Regions from separate parts of the Mus musculus genome. Here region 2 is linked to region 1. The links are chromatin contacts, called in public promoter capture Hi-C maps. All regions are on one chromosome and are shown on one strand. Each heading gives the region's core, a stretch centred on a gene start, on an enhancer-like site or on the middle of the called end of the contact. The rest is flanking DNA. Distances are from core to core; before and after follow the strand shown. Region 1 holds the start of Epm2a (epilepsy, progressive myoclonic epilepsy, type 2 gene alpha). Region 2 holds the start of Adat2 (adenosine deaminase, tRNA-specific 2).

The links. Promoter capture Hi-C pulls out the DNA fragments that hold promoters and counts their contacts.
Region 2: a contact with region 1 is called in a promoter capture Hi-C map of liver, with 9 times the contacts expected there. The contact joins the promoter of Adat2 here to the promoter of Epm2a in region 1. A contact is called at or near these places in 3 of 39 promoter capture datasets (hippocampal neurons, liver and pre-B cells).

Annotation. Positions count from the first base shown.
Region 1 is chr10:11,339,290-11,345,598 of GRCm38.p6, forward strand. It overlaps Epm2a (epilepsy, progressive myoclonic epilepsy, type 2 gene alpha), which reads left to right and starts at 4,156. Exons shown (of 4, transcript NM_010146.2): 1 at 4,156-4,479. The coding sequence starts at 4,182.
Region 2 is chr10:13,550,906-13,557,502 of GRCm38.p6, forward strand. Adat2 (adenosine deaminase, tRNA-specific 2) reads left to right here and starts at 2,002. Exons shown (of 6, transcript NM_025748.4): 1 at 2,002-2,456; 2 at 5,947-6,051. The coding sequence starts at 2,361. Pex3 (peroxisomal biogenesis factor 3) reads right to left here and starts at 2,237. Exons shown (of 12, transcript NM_019961.3): 1 at 1,921-2,237. The coding sequence starts at 1,993.

The sequences.
Region 1 (6,309 bases), core at 2,906-5,405:
TGTCTATGGTAATTGAGAGTTTTGCTGGTTATAGTTGCCTGGGCTGGCATTTGTGTTCTCTTAGTGTCTGTATAACATCTGCCCAGGATCTTCTGGCTTTCATATCTCTGGTGAGAAGTCTGGTGTAAATCTAATAGGTCTTCCTTTATATGTTACTTGACCTTTTTCCCTTATTGCTTTTAATATTCTATCTTTATTTAGTGCATTTGTTTTTCTGATTATTATGTGTCGGGAGGAATTTCTTTTCTGGTCCAGTCTATTTGTGTTGGGTCCGGCCTGCGGCTCTCATGTCCGGGTTCGAATCTGGAAGGCATCTTGGAACTGAAAGAAAAGAGGGAGCCTAGGCGGGTTGAGAAATAATGGAACCAAGACATGCTAGTCTGCTCAAGGTTCAAATGTTTAATGGCAGACATGCTTTATAAAGGAGGGGGGAAAGTCCATTCTCGTCAATTCATCCTTGTAGCCTGGAACCAGCTGCAGGTGATGACATTCAGGAGCTGAGCTCCTCGTCTACCCAAGTACAAACATTTCTCAATCTGAGCACTCTGCCAGAGTCCTGGCCCAAAGATTATCCCTATTTTGAAGTATCTGTAAAGACCTGTTTTCCTGGGTTCGCTCCTGCCACATGTTTTTTAGAATGACTCCAACTCTGAGTTACCAATTTTAAGCTAACTTTCTATTACAAGCAAAGGGCTACCTGCCCCTTTAAGAGCTGCATTTGGAATCAGCTCCCAATAGGGCTTTTCCAGTACACTAGCACTTTTCTAAATTTTCACATAGCTCTAAACACATACACAAAACACATAAAACAGAAACCAACAGATTCAGACATATGCAACCCTTTCTCATCTTCCATGAGCAGGCAAAAGAATTAGAAGGGTAAGCTTCCATTTCATAAACAAAACTTGGTCCCTCTGACCAATCTCCAGAGACTGCCAGAGGTCTCTGGCTCTCCCTACTCCCCAGGGCATCCCCTGGGGAGGTAGTGGTCTTCCTAGCACATCTGCTGACCACAGTCCTCCTGTCCTTACAGCCCAAAGGGACAGCTGCAGATACCAATCACACATTTCTGAAAACCCCATCGTCTATAAACACCAGAGAAACCAAACTCAGGCGGATCTATACTCAGACTACACCATGTTTCAGAGACACGGGACGAAACACAGACAACAAACCAACACAATGAGCACATGTTCGTTTCAGGAAACATAAGACACACACTCAGAACAAAGACACCGGCCGGCATGCACACAAGAGGGCATTCCCTGATTTTCTCTGTCCCTGGGTGAGTTTCAAAATCCACTTTCCTCCAGCCTGATGCAGTTTTCAACTGCTGCCATCCACCTGATTATTAAGTCCCTTTTATTAAACCCTTTTATTTCTCTCGCCTAAAAAAGCAGCTTCTGGAAGCCAACTGCCTGCCTGCTGAGTTCCTAGTTCCCGATAACTCACTGCTGAACCTAAGTGAATCCAGCGCTGGTTTAGCGCTGTTCCAGCTTAACCCGTACCAACCTTCTCCAGTACGAATTTTCTTTAATTCTTTTCTTCTTCCATGGAGCTCCAAACCATCAGTGCTTCTTCCAAATGTCCTCTGCCTATCACAGGTCCCGCGTTGGTTCACCAAATTGTTGGGTCCGGCCTGCGGCTCTCATGTTCGGGTTCGAGTCTGGAAGGCATCTTGGAACTGAAAGAAAAGAGGGAGCCTAGGCGGGTTGAGAAATAATGGAACCAAGACATGCTAGTCTGCTCAAGGTTCAAATGTTTAATGGCGGACACGCTTTATAAAGGAGGGGAGAAAGTCCATTTCTGCCAATTCATCCTTGGAGCCTGGAACCAGCTGCAGGTGATGATGTGCAGGATAGGGCAGGATAGGGGGGCCTCTCAGCAAGTAGCAGTATCTTGAAGAGGAACAGTGACAGTGGCTCAACAATAGAGTGATCTAGGGAAGAAGGCTCCACCCTAGATAATCTCCTTAGTGGCAGCAAGGTCAAGTTCTGGCTCAGCCTGCTTCAGGCTTGAGGGAGGCTACATATTTGGAGTTCTGTAGGCTTCTTGTTCATGGACATCTATTTCTTTAGGTCAGGGAAGTTTTCTTCTATAATTTTGTTGAAGATATTTACTGGCCCTTTTAAGTTGAAAATCTTCATTCTCATCTATACCTCTTATCCTTAGGTTTGGTCTTCTCTTTGTGTCCTGGATTTCGTGGATGTTTTGAGTTAGGATCTTTTTGCATTTTCTTTGATTGTTGTGTCTATGTTTTCTATGGAATCTTCTGCACCTGTGAGTCTCTCTTCCATCTCTTGTATTCTGTTGCTGATGGTTCTTGATTTCTTTTCTAGAATTTCTATCTCTAGAGTTGTCTCCCTTTGGGTTTTCTTCATTGTTTCTACTTCTATTTTTAGATCTTGAATAGTTTTGTTCAGTTCCATCACTGTTTGGTTGTGTTTTCCTGTAATTCTTTAAGGGATTTTTGTGTTTCCTGTTTAAGGACCTGTTTAGCAGTGTTTTCCTGTATTTTTTTCAGGGATTTTTGTGCTTCCTCTTTAAGGACTTCTACCTGTTTAGCAGTGTACTCTTGTATTTCTTTAAGTGAGTTATTAAGGCCCTTCTTAAAATCCTCTACCAGCATCATGAGATATGATTTTAAATCTGAATCTTGTTTTCGCATGTGTTGGGGTATCCAGGACTTGCTGTGGTGGGAGTACTGGGTTCTGATGATGCCAAGTGTTCTTGTTTCTGTTAGTAAGATTCTTATGTTTGTCTTTCGCCATCTGATAATCTCTGGTGTTAGATGTTCTAGCTGTGTCTTGCTGGAGTTTTTTCCTCCTGTGATTCTGTTAGCCTCTGTCAGCACTCCTGGGAGTCCAACTCTTCTCCTGAGGTTAGAGCACTCTGCAAGCAAGCTTTTCTCTTGCAGGGAAGATGCACAGAGGTCTGGAGTTCAGCTCTGCCTCCTGGCTAAGGATGAGGCATGAAGGGGCCCTGTCTAAGAAGCTCTGTTGCTTTTGAGGCCCTCCTGTTTTCCTGCTCAGACTGGTCTCTGAGATACCAGGGATACAAGTTGGCTTTCTCACCTTCGAGTCATGGGGTCAGGGCCCTCTCTGGTTGCTGACTCTCCTCAGTGATCCTAAGATCCTGGGTGTGCTAGGGCACCTGCATCATGGAGAGTTCTCTGGGGACCTTGGGAAGGTCTGCGGAGTTCGTGCCCAAGGTGGCCTGGGGCTCGCACTGACCAGAACGAACCCCAGCCACTCCAGACATTTCTTTATTCATATTAATAACAAGTTGAAGCAGCCTCCTCTGCTCCCAGAGGCCAAATAATGACACAGTTGTTTCTTGACCTAAAGTGCTAATATTTGCAAGAAGCAACTTTTATTTATTTTTCTGTTTTTTTTCCCCAAGAAGAAAATTTAAATAGGTTTTTATCACACACACACACACACACACGCACACACACACACATACACACACACAGTAGCTGGGCACTGGTGATGCAGGTTTGTAATCCAAGGAGCAGAGGCAGGAGAATCTCAAGAGTTTGTGGCCAGTCTGATTTCCACAGTGAGACCTTGTTTCTAAACTTTGTCATCTCACAAACAAGGTTTTCTCTTTTTTTTGATCTTGAGATCAACTTATACACGCTAAAAAGAGGAGGCTGAAATTTTGTTTTTCTCTTTAGTCCCTTTAGGCAAGGGAAAGTATTTTGTGTGTTTGATGAACGCTGGGTTTTTGTGTATTGAGTGGAGGGTCTCTAAAGAACATTATTCATATGTATTATTCCCACGTTATAATCAGAGGCCCATAAGGACTAAATGTTGGGGTGCTTGAATGAGGGTTACAGGTAAATCTTGGATCGGCAACTTCACTGAGGCTGGAGGTTCAGGCTAGACAACTCTTTCTTCCTTTGTTGACTTAGTAAAAGTGATTTCAGATCTCTGGGAAGACGACAGGACAATGTCGGGGTGTCGTTTTCCTCCCTCCTAGGTCCAGTGTGGGTCTCAGCCTCTCGCGAGCCCCGAATGCCCGCTTCCTGCGGCTGCAGCTCCACGGCGCCTGGGAACCCTGATCCCACGGCCGCGTGACCGGGCCACAAACGCGCGGCGCTGCACGTCTCGCGCCGCCCCGGAGCTCGCGCCGCCGCCGCTGCCGCTCGCCAGGCTCCCAGGACTCGGGCCACCGCCATGCTCTTCCGCTTCGGCGTGGTGGTGCCGCCCGCGGTGGCCGGCGCTCGGCAGGAGCTGCTGCTCGCCGGCTCGCGGCCCGAGTTAGGGCGCTGGGAGCCGCACGGCGCCGTGCGTCTCAGGCCCGCGGGTACCGCGGCGGGCGCCGCTGCGCTGGCGCTGCAGGAGCCCGGCCTGTGGCTCGCCGAGGTGGAGCTGGAGGCGTACGAGGAGGCCGGCGGGGCGGAGCCGGGCCGCGTTGACACGTTCTGGTACAAGTTCCTGCAGCGCGAGCCTGGAGGCGAGCTGCACTGGGAAGGTACTGCGCTCCCCGGCCCGAGGCCCGCACCCCGCAGCTCCCCGTGCACCCCGGCCGCGGCCTCGGGGGCGCGCAGCCCGCAGCTCGCGCGCCCCCGCAGCTCCCCGTGCACTTAACTGTTGGCCACCGCTCGCCCACCATCTTGACCCTACCCGGTTGCACAGCGATGCCCTGGTCCGGATCAAGACCCAGTTCCGAGGGTCTCCTGCCTTAGGCCTCTCTCTAATCCACTCCGAAGTGGCCCACCCCACACTACAAGGGGCCGCTTGCTGGAGGGAATTTTCCCTTAGATTTTTGAGACCGAATCGTGGGAAATAGCAAGCTCCTCCCCCAAAGTCAGGTCACCGCGATAGAAGACAATTGAGACATGACTTGATTTCTTAAAATATGTAAAGAGTAATATCGGTTGTAAAGAAATAATAAAAGTAAATAGCCACTTGTGATAGCACAAATCTGTAATCTCAGTACTTGGGAGGTTGAGGCAGGAGGATTGCTGGGAGTTCCCAGCCAGCCAAGGCTACAAAGTGAGAACTTGTTCCACAAAAATATTATAATAAGAATATATGATTGAAAGCAGCATTTCCACCATACAAAACCTAAACATATTGCCTGCATGCGCGCGTGTGTGTGTAACTGTTTGAACAAATATTGTACAATATATAATTTTGAGTATTTATTTTTTCTTTAACAATATTAATATAGCTCAGACTTATTTGCATACAGGTGTGTTTTACTTTTTAAGTGAAAAAAAAAAATACTGTGCAGCTGTTACTGTGCATTAAGGTTCCTTTTGGTTTTCGAGATTCTTGGATTGGAATCCAAGTGCGGTTTTCTTTCTAGCATTTGGAAATGTTTCTGTACAATGGATTTGGACAAGCCAAAATGTCGCCACTTTACGTTTCAGTAAGGAATGTGTTGAAAAATCCGTAGCAGCGTGTCCACCGACCACGCTGGGTGGATCGAGACAGCCTTTTCTGTGAAGGCAATGGGCGTGGTGGCAAACTGAACGTGTGTGGCTCAGTGGTTCTCAGAGTCCCGTGGAGGGAATGAATGCTTCTTGAGAAATTCGTATGGGCAGACAACCAGGCCATTAGCCAGTTCTTGTGGAAAACAAGAATGCAGAATAACAAAAAAACGAGACCCAAGAAAAGCACGTGGTTTACTGGGATCTGTTTATTCCCTTTGCTGGTCTTTTTGGCCACTCTTGGGTTTGATGGTCAGCTAGCACTTCATTATGTCAGATGTGAGAGCTGCCTGCCTTTGGCTGTCCTCCCTTTGCAGTGCATTTCTACTAATGTCACTGTGTCCTTTTTCCACAGTAAAATTACATCTGATAATTTTAATAACGGTGCGTGGTGTACTAGAGCACCCATTTCCAGGTCTCCTCCTTTATCAGCGTTTCTAATACCCCCAAAGTGCTGATGGTTGGGTTGCTATTTCTTAATGCATTCACTTTAACTTGTCTGTTTTCAATTTTTCTGCAGGTTACCACATACATTATATGTAGCTTGCAAAAAAGAGTATCTATTGACACCTACTGGAAATGCATAAAATTAGCAACTGTACATGCTATAAAATATAAAGAATTTAGTCCATTATCCCTGCTGGCTTTAATACCCTTATTTTAAATTATAGATGTGATATTGACTTTTATTTTATAGAGTTCATTTTATCCTATTAGAGACATTTCTTTTTAAAAAAGATTTCTAAAATAATACACACACCCCACTTATTCTCTGTACTCTGACTTGTTTTTTGAGTTAAGTTTCATGTGTTCATGTTCTGTTTTCTCAGTTATCAGGACCTTCTTGTAGATGGGTAGGTTGGTTC
Region 2 (6,597 bases), core at 752-3,251, 2.2 Mb after region 1:
CAATACAGAAAAAATATGAACTCTTACAAATAAAACTAGGTAAGTTCAACTCTTTTTTTTTTTTTTTTTTTTCGAGACAGGGTTTCTCTGTGTAGCCCTGGCTGTCCTGGAACTCACTCTGAAGACCAGGCTGGCCTCAAACTCAGAAATTTACCTGCCTCTGCCTTCCAAGTGCTGGGATTAAAGGTGTGCACCATCACTGCCCCGCTCAGGTTCAACTCTTTTTTTTTATTTTCTGAGACAGTGTTTCTCTGTATAGCCCTGGCTGTCCTGGAACTCACTTTGTAGACCAGGCTGGCCTCGAACTCAGAAATCCGCCTGTCTCTGCCTCCGGAGTGCTGGGATTAAAGGCGTGCACCACCACACCCGGCCAGATTCAACTCTTTTAAGACTTTTTGTTTTGCTAAAAAAGCAATAGTGCTTCGATTATACCTTTGAATCTCTTCCCCCTCCCTTTTGTTGTTGTTTTGTTTTCTGTTTGTATGTCTTTTGTTTTTTGAGACAGGGTCTCAATATGAAGCTCTGGGTGTTCTGGACCTTACCTCCAACTCAGAGAGCTGCCTGTCTCTGCTTCCGAGTGCTGGGATTAAGAGTGTGTGCCACCACACCCAGTTTTTTCCTTCCTCTTCATCTCCAAATATAAAACTCTCAATATCGTTTCAAAAAAAACCTATTACTATATGCATATACTCTTTAATTTCTCCTATGATTATTTCTGATCTGCCATTAAGTATTTCATAAACTGTAAGGGTTAGGCTTTTCCCTCTGAAATTGCTAGAGACAATTTTCTTCCCTTAGGTAGAGCAAAAATTTTTCTTTATACGTCTTCCATGACAACTTTATCTTTAGCATATGTATTCTATAATATTGGTACAATTTATATACCTTAGATATTAGAGACTGGAGGTAATATAAAACACATTGTATCTATAAAGTATTTCCTATAAAATATGAACTATTATTCATTTGTGCTATACCTCAGAGATATGCAGAATGTGGTTACTGTTTTACAAATGTCCTAATATTTTAAGTCATATTATGATATATTTATACACACACACACATAGATCAGAGGATAGTGGTAACAGTTCTTAAAACTCAAGTTTTAAAAATTCTTTTAAACTCCCTTTTTGTGTTGTTCAAAAGATTCCCTTCTTAAAATCCCATAATTATTAACTGAGGGTTGTCTTTCCAAGACAAAGGGTTTAAAGCAGTGTGTGTGTGTGTGTGTGTGTGTGTTGCTCCTTCCCTGGGACCCAATGCAGTCAGCCTAGGCAAGCACTCTACCACAAAGTTACAATTCCAGCATCAAGATTTTTATCCTGTTTCTAACTTTCCTCTCAGCCAGTGAACTCAACTATATCACCAAAATGGATCATGACCACAACCTTGCCAGTCCTGACAACACTGCAGAATAAGCACTGTGTTGATATATAGTTTGTACTTTACAATTGGAGAACAGAAATTATCTGCTGTATATTTTACAGCAACATGCTGTTTTCGGTTTACCTTTAAACACCACCTCAAAGAGCAGACTTAAGATAATGGCCCTAGAATATTTCGAAACTCGTGTGAAAGGTTGAAAGCAGAGTTGACAAACAGAATGAAAATCTAACAGGAAAGCAAAAGAAGAAAATTGGAAGGCAAATGTATCTATCTATACGAGAATAGTGCTTTGAAAAGAAACTTCATTGGGGTAGACTCTTGAAGGCCCATGGGGAGAAAAAGGACGGGGGCAGAGTGAGGGGCAAAGGGCACAGAGATCCAGATAAAAGAACTTTAGAGGTTCTTCTTTGACGGTTGAGCCAATCCCTTCGACAAATCCCAGTTTGGTATCAGTGGGCCCTGCCTGTTTTTATAAGTCACCTCTGTCACTCCTTTCTGCCAATGGCCCCTTCTAAAAAGCATGTTGTCACTCACCTCCGAGGACTGTGCCCAGGAAGATGCATTTCTTTTTGTGACGTTTCAGAAAATTCCACATTGATCTCAGCATCTCCAGACCCCGTGTTGTGTGGGTTGCCTAGGGGAGAGGGGCTGGCTCACCGTGTCTTCCGTCCACCTGGCCTGGACCTCCGGCAGCAGCGCGGTGGCGGCGCTAGGTGCTCTCCAGAAACCACAGACGTTTCTCTGAGCAGAGGTTGTGGCTTAAGCGGAGGAAGGGGGCGTGGACTAGAGCGGAGCAGCGACGCTTTCGGTCCCCCAGCCGCCGCTTACTGATCCGGGACGCCTGGGTCCGTCCGCAAATAGCTCCCGGGTGCCTCGTCTTTTCCCGTCCTCCTGGAAGCAAGGTCCGCTCCCGCCGCGTTCCGCTGTCCTCTCTTCTCTCGTCCCTCGGCCCGGAGTCTCTGAGCGGCGGAGGTATGGAGGAGAAGGTGGAGTCCACCACTACTCCAGACGGCCCGTGCGTGGTGTCCGTACAGGAGACGGAAAAGTGGATGGAGGAGGCGATGCGAATGGTGAGGAATCGGGCAGGTGGATGCTGAGAGCGCAAACTTTCTCCCGGCCATATCCTGACCAGAGTAGTTGAGCAAATGTGCCGGGCGCGCTATCTATCATGTCTGAAAATACCTGAAGCAGCAACTTGTTTTATTCTAGGGGGAATTTTTCTTTAGCTTTGTCTCATAGTAATTGGGGTGAAGGGAAAATACAGAAACGGTTCGATTGATGTATTACAGGGAGTCTTATCTGCCGCCTGGGGATGTGTGCTCCCTACCTGCCTATCTTCCTTCCCATGTGGACACATACTTTCAAATCCATAAAGCCACATTATTTTATGGCTTGCTCCCATATAATGGGAGGAAGCTGATGTTTCTGTAAAGGGTCATATCAAAACGTGTCCTGGTACAATCCTCACCGATGATGTGTCTACTCTTTCTACGATACTTTTCTCTGCCCTTGTATTCCCTTCCTTCCTGCGATTCTTATAGATTGCTCATCATGGAGAGCTCTGGTCGTATTTTTACATGTTTTCCCAAGCTTATTACCCATATCGATGTGTGGCAGGGATAGACGTTTGTGGCAGGGATATACATACAAACTATGTATGTATACACAGTTTGATGCTGGGTTTTCATTCTGTGAACATGGAACACCAATTTGTTTACAGCATTGTAAAGGCCTTAAAACTGAGCTCAGCCTTTGGTGTGGGGATATTATTTTTGTTTATTCTTTTACAAAATTAAAATATCTCACCTTTTTATTCTAATGGTTACAGAAGTTCACCTTCATAAGAAATTAAAATCTAGAAGACAGAAACATGTTTTCCACCCCACGCCCCCAGACAAATGGCATAATGCATTCTTTTAATTTTTTAATTAACATCTTTTTTTTTTTTTTTTTTTTTTTTGGTCATCTTTCTCAGAGCTCGGGGTGGGAAGAAGAGAGCCTTTGTTCATCAGTTGTCGAGTTGAGAATTTGTTGGTTTAAGGAAGATCAAGTCACCATTTCAGTGGCAGAGCTTTGGCCTCTTCCAAAGAAGGCCAGCTTCTTAAGTTCAAATCCATCTAAACAGTTAGACCTATTTGACTCAACTCTTTTGCATTTGTGACAAAGGGAAGGGACAGACTGGAAGAAATGGGAGGGGCAATGGAAAGTCTGAGACTGGGTGGAGTGTTGTGGATTTTCAGCCTCAAGCTTTGAACTTGTCCATAGAGGAAATGCATGCACATTTGCATGTATTTGCCCTGGGAAGCAGTTCTTCTCAATCAACCCCCATAGACTGCTTTCCTAGAGCTTCACTTTCTCTCAATGGCCGTTGCATCTGCTCAGCCACTCACCAGCATCCTGGCCTACAAGCTGTGCCTTAGCAATTATGTTGTATGTCTCTTTAAGGTAGCCCTATCATTTCTAGTGAGATAAATTTGCTGGAAGGAGAGAGAGAGAGAGAGAGAGAGAGAGAGAGAGAGAGAGAGAGAGAGAACGAACCCAGAGGAACTAGGTACCAAGAAGCCCAGTCCTCCGTTGACCTGGAAGTAGAGAAAGGCTGCCAAGACAGCAATGTTCTGCAGCATGTTGGGTGCACAGTGGATAAAGCTCTTGACACTCCCTATCTCTTTGCTTCTACCTATGTACTTCCCACTTGGTTGGGGAGTTTAAAAATAAGTGATTGTTGTGTGCACATGTGTGTGGAGCAGGTGCACATGTGTGTGTATGTATCTGTGTGTGTGTGCTCGAATGTGTGTGAAGATTCCAGGACAACTTTTGGGAGGAGAGAAATTTTTCTCCTTCCATTTTTTCTCCTTCCACTGTAGGTTCTGCGGATGGAACTCATCATCATGCTTTCACAGTGAATCCTGCTGCGCCATCTTACTGGCCCAGCCATCTCACTAGCCCAGTCTTCGATTCTCTTCTACATGTCTGAAGCGGCTCACATTACCGTATCCTGTGCTCCAGGGTGCAGTCTTACCGAAAGCCTTGTCACGTGTCTCTCCCTTACTAACTCCTCCCTCTCCTCTTGTCGCTCAAACCACTCTAAACCATAAACCAGATGAAGGATCTAATCACTGAGGTCGCACTGGTTACTAAGGAGGCTTCGGAGGGAGAGCAATGCAGAGAACCCAGCACCAGACACTAAGATTTGCTCCAATTATTAATGGAATAATGAGGAAAATCAAACTCCCTAGATTTTCATTCCAAATGTCTTAAATGGCTAAGTTAATTGACCTCTCTGTGCCTCGGTTTCCTTACCTACACAATGGAGCTCAGTATTCCTATCACATTAGGATTATAAACAGAATGAATTTATAGTTACAAAGTGCTTAATATTTTATAAAAATTTTATAAAAATAAAAAACACTCCAACAACTTATCTACTTAGATTTTTTTCAACCATCTCATCTTGACATAGCATTACCTTTTAAGAGGTCTGTTGGGAGAGGTACAGTCAAAAGCTGAGAATCTGACCCAAAGGAAGTCATTTCTTCAAGCCAATGCTTTTCATTTCCACCATTCCACCTAAAATTACCTTTATTGCCGCCTTGACACAACTGACAAGCCCTTTCTTTTTGACCTGTATTTTCCTAGGGTCTTGTATAACAGTCAACAGACCTGCTTTACTTTCTCCCTCCATAGGCCCGCTACATCCTTCTTTAGCTTAGTTATTAACTTTTCTCTTTAAAATAATTTTAAGCCACAGGAAACTGCAAAAAGTGTACACAGAGAAGACCCAGCCATTCAGTGTTCTTCCGTATAACAACTGTTACTCTGCTATCAGAGCCAGGGAAATCTCACTGGTATACTCTGAAGAACTTATTAAAGTTTCATCAGCTTACTCTCTGTGTGTGTGTGTGCGGGTGTGCAACATGGATCATAGACTTTTATGAATATATTTTTTAAATTTCCAATATACTTTCCAAGTTTGTGCCATTTTTACATAAGGTATCCCTAAACTTTCATGTGTCTCTTAGAAGTTGTGGGAAAGAGTGACATCCAATCTGATAATTTTTATGGTATCAGTACTCCATGGGATCATAGCTATAATCTTAGAGAAGATAAATAATAATAATAATAATAATAATAATAATAATAATAACCAAGTAGAATTTTACCAAGGGAAAGTATTATAGCCAAATATTTATATGTTATACATTCCCCAACCTCTTTGTAGATATGTGTATCATCTCTGAGAAGGGGCAGCCTTGGTAATTTAAGAACACTGGTCAAAAGCCATTGATTACATGGGCTTTCAGTGAGAGAAAATGAGGCACAGGACCTGGTAAGGGAGACATCCCTGAGTTCTCCTTAACACAGACACCCAGCAGAGAACACAGCACAGTATAGCCCAGAGACTGGTGAGCTTTGAGCTGGTGAGCTTTGAGCTGGAGAAAACACAGCCATGTCTCTCTGCCTAGTTCATTATCCACACCCCAGTTCCCACTGCATCTGTTTTTATCTGTAGTTTTCTGAGCACTGAACATCATCTCTCAGATTTCCCACTTTGTGTTTCAGGCCAAAGAAGCTTTGGAAAATATTGAAGTTCCTGTTGGCTGCCTTATGGTCTATAACAATGAAGTTGTGGGGAAGGGAAGAAATGAAGTGAATCAGACAAAAAACGTGAGTGGAGCACTGAGAACACACACAAATACAATGACTATGGTGGGACCATTGGCAAGATAAGAACCAATGTGTCCTGTGGGGCAGTTCCCTGCCCTGCCCCCTGCTTAGACTGTGTGTGTGTGTGTGTGTGTGTGTGTGTGTGTGTGTGTGTGTTAGTGGAAGTGCATGCATACCTGTGGAGGTCGCAGGTTGAGGTCAAAATGTCTTCCTCCATCCCTTTGCACTGTATTTTGAGACAGTACCTCTCTCTGCACCTGGACCTCATCAGTTCAGCCCGGCTAGCTGCCAGGGAACCCTAGGATCTTTCTCTTTGCTGTTTCCTGTACTGGGGTTGTCTATGGGAATATGTGGCTGTGTCTGGTTGTTTACATGTATCTGGTTAGTCTGAATTCAGATTCTCATTCTTTGCCTGCAAGCTTCTTACATACTGAGTGGTCTCTTCTCAAGACATCCTTTTTCTTCCTTTGTAAATGATTTTTCTTTTCATGATTGTAACAGTGACTCAATTTTTGTTTTGTTTTAGATATCAAATTTTCAGAAAAG